Linked DNA regions of Danio rerio: region 2 is linked to region 1. The links are chromatin contacts, called in public Hi-C maps. All regions are on one chromosome and are shown on one strand. The core of a region is the stretch at or near the end of the contact, and the rest is flanking DNA. Distances in the headings are between cores, read along the strand shown. Region 1 overlaps txlnba (taxilin beta a). Region 2 overlaps adgrg6 (adhesion G protein-coupled receptor G6).

The links. A called contact is a pair of places that touch in the nucleus more often than the background predicts.
Region 2: a contact with region 1 is called in a Hi-C map of embryo, with 2.9 times the contacts expected there. The contact joins two enhancer-like sites. A contact is called at or near these places in 2 of 18 Hi-C or Micro-C datasets (embryo and an unstated tissue).

The regions. Positions count from the first base shown.
Region 1 is chr20:40,125,851-40,130,859 of GRCz12tu, forward strand. All of the region lies in intron 5 of txlnba (taxilin beta a), which reads right to left. Among named protein-coding and RNA genes, the nearest start is that of txlnba, 28 kb to the right of the region's middle. Within about 2 kb of position 3,076, at least 6 of the 62 cell types and tissues checked have an H3K27ac peak or open chromatin away from gene starts, as enhancers often do.
Region 2 is chr20:40,705,954-40,710,962 of GRCz12tu, forward strand. The region is part of intron 5 of adgrg6 (adhesion G protein-coupled receptor G6); the gene reads left to right. Among named protein-coding and RNA genes, the nearest start is that of trnaf-gaa, 26 kb to the right of the region's middle. Within about 2 kb of position 2,663, at least 6 of the 62 cell types and tissues checked have an H3K27ac peak or open chromatin away from gene starts, as enhancers often do.

The DNA of each region.
Region 1 (5,009 bases), core at 1,826-4,325:
CATTTTGACTGTGCAACCTTTAAAACAGATATTATCTGAAAACAAGTGCTCCTTATAGAATTGTATGGTGTTTGTTTTTCCAGCTCATCACTTCTTCGAAATGAAGCTTTGACAGCATCAGTCAACGCAGCATAACATTTTAACAATGGAAATAGTCTCCATCATCTCACAGTGTGATTTTCACAAGCAGAACATCTTCCAGGATCAACATCCTCTGTTTTTCTTGGAACAGCTTGAGTATCAATCTTTTTTTTTTTTAAATCAGAGGGTGGCGACTGGCTATTGTTCTTCTTCTTCTTCCAGGAAGATGTTCTTCTTGTGTAAATCTAATTAAGGCACTTTAAGACACTGCAGGTGAACAGGATAAAAAACTAATATGTATCAGCATAATTCCTCAGTTGATTTATTAAGAATCACAAACATTGTTTTCATTGTTTTCCAGAATGTTCCTTAAATATGCAAATAAGGTATAATTTCAATAAAATTGCACTAATCTGTTTCTAGCCCATTAAAAAAAAATAACAACATTGTATGAAGTCAGATAAAAAATTATTGTTTCATTTTTGGTCATATTTATTCATTCATTTAATTTATTTTCGGCTTAGTCCCTTTATTAATCAGAAGTCAACACAGCAGAATCAAGCTCTATTTTATCCAGCATATGTTTTATGCATTGGAATACCTTCCAGCTGCAACCAATCACTGGGAAACACCCATACACTCATTCACACACATACACTACGGACACTTCAGCTTACCCAATTTACCTATACTGCATGTCTTTTGACTTGTGGGGGAAACTAAAGCACCCGGAGGAAACCCACACAAACACGGGGAGAACATGAAAACTTCACACAGAAATGCCAACTGATCCAGCTGGGGCTCAAACCAGCAACCTTCTTGCTGTGAGGTGACAGCGCTTGGTCATATTTATTATTCCATAATTATGAAAATACTGTGAAATAATTTTCACATTTTTGTAAAATAAAATTTTGTACAAAATCAGATAAATAATAAATCTCTCCAAAAATCTTTCAAATGCAGATACACTAGAAATAAAGGTACAAAATCGGTCACTGGAGTGGTAGCTCCCTTTTCAAAAAGTATATTTTGTTCTCAACAGGTCCTTGAATGTACATTTAATATCTAAAAACGGTCAAACTCATACCTTAAAGGTACAAAATGACCATTAAAAGTAGAAGAGTTAAAGCTAAAGGTACTAATGTCCACCTGACAGTACAAAATGGTACCTTTTTATACATTTTTTTTCTTTGTGTGTATGTATAAAACGGTGAAGTTTGTTGTGAAGTGCTGCTGGAGATTTATGGCTTAATGTAGCCGAAATCCTTTAACACAAATTGATAAAGTACTACAAGAAACCCCTAAAGGTATATTATGAATGTTTTCTTAGCTAAAAAAATGACTATATGAAAACTTGAAGAGATGGTATGCCTAAAAATGACAATTCTGCCATCATTTAGTCAACTTGACTTGCTTCAAACCTCATTGAGTTTTTTTTGTCTTGTTCTTTTGAACACACACACACACAAAAGGTATTTTGAAGAGAGCTGAAATTCTGTAACCATTGACTCCATAAAAACAACAAATAATATTAATATTAAATGTTATTATAATGCGCTTTCCTTAGACTCAAAGCACCACAAGGCAAAATATAACAAAAGCAGAAATAGCACAACAATAAAAAGATACAGCAAAACAGTAAAAATATAAACCATAAGATGCATTAAAAAAATTACGAAAAAGTATCATCCTTAAAAGCAATGCAAAAAAGTGAGTCTTAAGAAGTTTTTTTAAAACAGTCTAGCATAGCGGCAGTCCTAATGCTGATGCAAGGGTGTAGAATTAGCATATCCAAAATAAAATGATGCTTTGTCGAAATGTTCCAGTCAGGCTTACTGTGCAAGACTAGGTGAGACATGGACATTAACAGCTACATTTCGAGAAAAGTGTCAGTCACTTGAAGTCAAGTTTGCTACAAGTCCACCATAATAGTAACCATAGATGTGTAATTACTAAAAAGTTTTTCCTTAATTTGGGTCTCCACTGGCTGAATGATATCCAATATAAAGTGGGTCTCAGAATATACAAGAAGCACTGCATTCAATTAATTCCCGCCATGTCTTAAAAATATAAACATTTATTTTACCACAGTATATTCAATGGAGCTTCTGCGCTAGTCCTGGCGGGCACGTGCATGTAAATGGCTTTCATCTCGTTTTACGCCTGAGCAACTAAATAAACGCTGAAGTCTGTTTAACTGATTATATTTTAATTACAGTACAATGTCAATGCTGTAAAAGGAACTGTATAAAATGAAAAAAGTCCCATTAACCATTCACCAAAAGTTTATAAGTATGGGAAAAAACATCAGCTCTGCATATACACTATAAAAACTGAGCTGTGCATCAAATACAATGGAAGTCAATGGTTACAGGTTTCTTTAAATATATATTTTGTTGTGTTTGACAGAAATGAGAAATTTAATTGATTGAAATAATGACAGAACCTTCAATGTTTGGTGAACTACCCCTTTAAACCAAGTGGTGCTCGCTGCAGAGCCATTTGAGGAGACCTGAGCTCCAGCGAGGGGGAGCTTAAACTTGAGCTCCACCTTTTTTGCACTTCTTCTACGAGTGATGTCACTGGGGGTAGGGTTAGGGGTGGGGTTGGTGTACGCATTAAAACAGCTTACAGGAGGAGGAGCGACAGCTCATGCTCCCCCTCGCTGGAGCTCAGCTCTCCTCAAATGGCTCTGCAGCGCGCACCACTTGTCTTAAACACGACGCCCTGGCTATTTTTTTTTGTGTTGCGTCTTGCTTCTTCAGCCAGCAGAGGGCAGTAAAGACCCATAACATAATGTAATCTGCAGTCTTGCCTAAAAGCGGCCTGTTTTTCAGTCGAGAGCACAGCTGTGAATGAACGAACTGTTTTTTTCTTCAGAATGACAGATTGAGCTTAACTTCTCCTCACATCAGGCTTGTCAATCCTCCGGTGAATCCTCGTGCGACTAGATACCTAAGAGTCTTCCACAAGGTGCAGCATTCACTGTCAAAACAGGGCGCGAATCACCGAGTCAAAGTCAGAAACGTGTGTTTGCTGTGCATGATGTCGCAGGTTTGGAAGGTGTGAGTGAGGGTGTAGTTTTTCCTCAACCTCGTGTTGTGAAATTACAGCTCTGCCAGACTCCTAGTTACTTTAAAGTTAGCGTACATTTTCTGTCAAAAGGTGTGACTGAAAATCTTTTTGATAAAAGTTTCTCACCAAGGCAGGGTTTAATTAGGCCTAATTGAAAATACATTTGTAATATTGAGAAATATTAATTAAAAACATTGTTTGATGTAGGCCTTTGTAAAATATAAATTAATCCTGTGCTTTTAAATTGAATTTTCAACATCGTTTCAATATAATTTCCGTATTGCTCAAATCAATTTGGATGGATTTCATTTAGATGCATGGCACCATAACCAATTTCAAAGTTTACTGCGATTTGGAAAAGTCAAGGTTTTACAACCGCTAAAATGTTCTGTTAAACTGTTTCCAAGGTATATGTAAGTTTTTTTAATGAATTTTTTAATGTGTTGTAATGAAATCTTTGTTTTTGAAACAAATGAAGAGCGCTGAAGTCAATGATTTGTTTTAAATGTAGCCTGACATGTTTACTGTTCCAAAATATTTTAAACGTTTTTTAAAATACAATAAATTGTGTTTAATGTGTAATAAAGTTATTTATTTAATTAGTGTTTGTTTTACCCAGACATTTAAAAAGAATTTATTTTTGAGCAGTAATCACAATACCGTAATACCATCAGGCTGTGGCATTTTTATCCAAGGTTATCACACCGTTAGAAACTTGTACCAGCCCATGCCTAGATAGAGTTCAGATCTGTGTAGATTAACAGGAAATAATGATGGTGTTTTTTATTTATTTTGTTTAATGTACTTTTAATTTATGTATGTATATTATTCATATGTTTTTCTAAAAAGGAAAAGATGAAAGACAAATGAATAGCTTTTTGTAAGTAGTAAATTGATCATTATTTAGTGATTATTTATTTATTACTAATAACAAGATTCAATATTACTAATAATTAACCCCAAGTGCTATCAGCTTTGGATAGCATGCATAAATTGCTTACTAAAATGTACAAAATTTCACAATATTGGATTAATTTCATATATTTTGAGGAGTTTTATTAATTCATTTCATTCATTCATTTTCATCTGCTTTTCTGGGGCCACGTCCCGTTGTCAGCAGTCTCAGGAGTGAACCCCAGACTTCCCTCTCCCCAGACACTTCCTCCAGCTCCTCAGGGATCATCTAGAGGCATTAACAGGCCAGCCTAGAGACATAGGTACACCTACCTAGGTAGGCGTCCAGAAGGCATCCGAAACAGATGCCCAAGCCACCTTAGCTGACCTCTCTCCATGTGGAGGAGCAGCGGCTCTACTCCAAACTCCTCCCAGGTGACAGAGCTCTTCACCCTATCTATAATGCCTGATTCACACGGGGCTTCAGTGTCAACGCTTGACAGAGGGCTGGTCTGAATTTGGGGCAGACGCGATTGTCATAGCAGCATCAGCCAATGAAATAAGTCCGCAATCAGCTTACTGCCTGAGCTGGGGTATTTGCATAAATCATTCTGATTGGCTGACGCTTCTGTTGGCGCTTGAATAGTTGAGGAATTCTCAACTTTTGCAGCGGCCAATGCCACTGAAGCAGTGCAGACGGACTCAATTCAATTCGGCAACACTTGACGTCACCCATTCAAAGTGAATGGGTAGCGTTGACACTGACACTGAAAAAAAAAAGTTAATTATGAACAACTTTTGACTGTCAGAGTTGGTGCAGAATTTGACTTAAGTGTGTAATGGCTCAGGTAAAAAGATCCAATCAGATGCATTTTCAGACATCTTGCAATCACTTATAATGCAAGCGTACCAAAATCTAATCCGCACTGTGCCTTGCGGTGCAGCTTTAAATGGATCTG
Region 2 (5,009 bases), core at 1,413-3,912, 580 kb after region 1:
TGAGAGGAATAATACAATCCCCTCTTTCACCACCTCTAGTAGTTTGGTGAGCAGTCGTTCTAACGTTCACAAACTGATTTAGTGGTGAAGTCGGATTATGTTGTCTTAAACGTTAAAAAAATGTGTACATATTTAATTCAATTTTCCCAACTAAGCAGGTTGTATTTCTTTAATATTGAACAATAAAATGATTTCTTATCAAGAGTTTTTCAGGATTGTTTGTATAATGATTCAATTAGCTTCAAAGTAGTAATGATAGCTTGGGACCAAGTGGTCAAATGATAAGTGATATGAGAAATGATCATGGAGTGATTAGGGCTGCCTCACATGACATCTGATCAGGAAAAAATTTGCTAAACTGAATCAAACCCGGTTACAAACCTTTTAAAACTGGGACTTAAATTATAGTTTTGAATCCATCAAAACACCAAGGTACTGTACTTGTACTCAGATACAACTTGTAATCTTTCCCCTGATACAAATACATCTGGTACTACACTTAACCTATCATTCTTAGAAATGAACATACACACTGTTTTAGAGAGGCTGACATTTATTTGTCAGGTATGGCAACCAAAATCCAACGTTTGATAGATGTCATATTAGTAATGTCCACACAACATCAAGCTTAGACATTGATATTTTGTTGTTTTTAGGTTGCGTTGGAAAGTAACCAAAATATAATGTCTGTCCGATGTCAGCCTGACAATGGGTTTTGACGTCAACCCAATTGGGGTACAACATCAATCATGTTGACATCCTGTGCTTGCTGGGATGTATCACCTGAAAGCTGCATAAATAGGCTTTACATTGATGTATGGTTCGTTAGAACTGGATTATATTTGGCCAAGATACAACTAATGAAAATCTAAAATCTTGAGGGTTAAAAAGAAAAACTATATTGAGAAAAAAAGCCTTTGAAATAGTTTCGATACAGTGGCATAATTCACGAAATATATTTAATTAAAACAACTTTTACTTGATATTCTGATGATTTTGCGTAAAAAAAAAACATTAATTATGACCCATACAATGTAAATTTGACATATTTGACAATTTCTACAAATAAACTCGTTCAACTTAAGACTTAAGATTTGTCGTCCAGGGTCACAAATATATGAAAAATCTTTGTAGCATTCAGAATATTGAACTGGATGAAATAGTGAAACAGGCTTGGCAGATATATTTAATGGGTTAAAAATAAATAGACAATTATACAAATATAACTAATAAACAGAAGAAAAATTTCATGGCGTTATATGGGTCTTGTCTTGTGTACCTCAAGCTTTTACTCTGTGTTTGTTTGATTACCCAAACCATCCACCAGTCACTTAATCCATTCCCTCATCTGCAGCTGCTGCTACTAACTCACCTCTGTCCATCCGCAAAACCAATGGTAAGCTAAACCTGTTATCTCACGTTACACATGGCTTGCTTCTGCTTACCAGGGGATGCTACTGTTGCTTTTTCTTAACGGGAAAAGGAATTAAACAATTGGTTTATTGCTTGGAAATTTTCTGGGTGCAGATGAAAGAAGCCATACCTTTATTTATTTAGGGTTTTATAAACAGAACTTGAATGAGTAAAGACCACTTTGATTATATTTTGGTGTCTCCTGTATCAGAAACCTGTAAAAGTATTTTTTTTTCTACTTTATCTATGTAAAAATCCACAATAGTACGTATCTGTCAAAATCATCAAAGGTTTTTGTATCTTTTTTGTTTCATGTCAGATCTTTGCTCTTCTCTTTCATTTAATATTATTACATTTCCTGAGTCTGTTCAGTTCAAAATCATTCCTGGCAGCGCATTATTTAATACAATGTAATTTATATTCATAGTCCCTTGTCTTCACTGCCAGTTCATTTAGAGAACTGAATTAATGTCTCGTTAAAGATTCTAGTATTATCTTTCTACATTCCCTTATGGGTTAACATCAATATTGCTTCCAGACAGACTTCCTGAAATCCTTAACCTGTGTTTCTGCTGTAAACCTATCTTATTTCTTTATTAATACTAGTCCTTACTTAAGTGTTACCCTTTGGTATATGTTTGTACTTTATCCATTTCAAACAATCCCTGTGTTAACTTCCGTATTGTGCCTACAATTGATTTTTCCTGTATACTGTTGTGTTTTGTTATATTGTGTGTCTGAAAGATAAGTAATAGCCTGCTCTGACCTCTTCATTTTTTATATCTGCAAAGATAAATAATAGCCTGCTCTGACCTCTTCATTTTTACCAAATCTGGGATCCTCTGCTAAATACTTGAGCCGGAGCAGAAAAAGAGAGGGCTGCATTTTTGTGGTCACTACTGCGGTTTACTCCTCACGCTGAGACTCCATCCACTAGCTCTCCCCCCGCTAGGCCTCTTGTTGCTCCTGCACCCCGGGGCCCCAAAACGTCACTCGGCTTCATCTCCACACCCCTCATCTGGCCCGTGAGGAAGAAAGTAGAAGCTGCCGTCACTCGGCCACACAAACGTCCCGTCATCCATCTGACCAAGCCGCCTTCCCAACCGACAATAAGCATGACGAATGAATCCCACTGGCTGAAAACATCCACAATGACCTCTGTTGCCAAGAAAACAGACTCTACAAGCATGAGGCCGGCCTATTCCCAGGTGAAGCCTCCATGGCAACCAGACGCTCACAATCAGACTGAAGACTTTGAGTCTTTCCAGGTGGCGTCACTCAGTAATCGTAAGAATAAGCCAATAGCTCCCCAAGTGGTTGTGAGTGACAGTGACAAAAACCTCACAGAGATACTCGATTACCCATCTGGTTTTGGACCAGAGGCGTTTTTTTATGACATTGACTTGGATGATGATGTCTTCAGCCTGTTTGACTTTGATTCCACCTACTCCCTGGATGAAAGCTTGGCCCCTGCCACCCCCCACAACATGTCTTTCCTAGAAATAGAAAGTGTGCCTACTGTCAACACTACAAGTTTTGCACCGGTGAGACAGGCTGTTAGCAAACAGGAACATTTAGAAAGTCACTCAGACCTTAGTTTACCTTGGGCTATGTCAGAGTTGGCACAGGTCTCAGAACGGCTGGAGACAGACAGCAGCTGGACACTTATCCCTTCCTCCTCAATGAGTCCGGGAGTAACAGGTGTGCAAATGATCCAGTCTGAGCTCAAGAGTCTCCCTGGCCAAACAGCAGCACCACCAGAGTGGTCGCCCACACACCTTGTGGATATAAAGCTAACAAGCACCGTGGCCTGGGGCCTGTCGAAGGAAACTGCCACCAAGGACACTGTTAAAGATGTGCAACATGATCAGAAAAAGTCCACAATGGTTACACATGGCAAGATGGAATCTTTAACAAAAGGTTACGGCAGGACAAACTTGTCAGAAACTGATTATAGTCTAACCGATACCACCCCTTTTCTTTTTTCATCAGCCTCCCAACAGAGCTCTTTCGACTATCTCCCCAATCAAACTATTTTACTCATAGAGCCTTTGGCAGCGAGCCCTCTCACTCCTCAAGGCAGCTATACCCTCACAACAGAGACACTTGTTATCTCCTCTCTCTCCCCCTCTCATAGTGTCGAGCCAGTGGCTGAACTGCTTATGGATTCAACCCACAGCGCTGCCACTCTTATTGAGCCTCAGAGTTCAATGCCTACTGAAGGGGTTCAAAGTGACTTCTTAATGACACAGGCCATCAGACCCAGTCCGTTGTCTTCCTTGCCGCACACTGATGTTTTCCCATCTCTGACACCTGGCTCAGCCCAAATTCTCTTTATCTCAGATCCCAAAAACAACACTGACCTGGTTTTACCCTCAATGAACAATCAGTTTATCCTCTCTGAAAACCCTCAAGTCGTTCACTCCAGCCAATTCCCAAATTCTAGGGTTTTCACTTTGTATCCGAGCATCGCAGGTGGCATTTCTACGTCAGTAGACGGCAGCTGGTCCAAATCAGAGTCACCTCTGGCGCTGGAGCCGTCGCTTATACACAGATTGCCAGAGACCCTTTTCAGAGGCTTAAGCAGGCAAGGCGATGTTAATCCTTCAGAGGTCGATCTGAGGGACTTGTCACATATGCCTCATATTTCTGTCAATGCTAGTTCAGAATTACCAAACAGTTCTGCGGTGGCCCTGACAGATGAACAGAGAGGCTCTCAGTCTTGGCCCGTTAATTCAGATGCCCAAACTAAAGCAGAGAGGATTAATATATCTCCCAGTTTGCCCTCCCTCAACATTTTGGACTCTGTACGTGGCATGGTCACATCGACATGGTCAGCCAACACCACAGCTGACAGGGAAAGTTCCCAAATTTCATCAACTGAAATATTTCCCTCACATTTCCTCAATTCAATAAGAAACCATAGACCAGATGAGGCCTCACCTTATGAAACCAAATTCAGATATCAGTCAGAGACAATAGACATTTCTAACTTCATAGAACCAGGCAATGTCTTTCCTTCTCGCTCTAAAGAGAAGGTTTACCATGATAGATTTATTATTTCTAGTGCTTACACTCGAATCAGCAGTACAACCCACAAATACATTGAAGCCACCCCTACCACATGGCCCTTAAAAACAACTCTGAACATCCCAGATGTCTCTAAGTCATTTAAGAAAAAGCAGATTTCGAACACTATTCAAGACTATGAATTGTTTAAAATAAATATGCACACAATTGAACCATTCCACACTCAACCTCATTTGCAAATAACTATGACTTATGCAGATCTGTCATCTCATACACCACCAAACACTCCTCTTCATCAATTTCACACTTCTATAAGCAGCATGCCATCAGTACTTGAATGGACTGCCTCCATTTCAGTCTTTCAACCATCCAAATCAATACACATCTCAAGCGGCTACAGTGAAGACCTGCTGGACGCTAAACATGTCCACTCTTCAACAACAAAGTGGCCATTTTGGGCCAAGAATGAATCAGCAAACCCCTCCAGCCACAGCCACAATGTGCTCGTTGTTCAACCCGCCACCACAGATACCAAGACGCATCCGACTCCAGCTATTGACGACCAG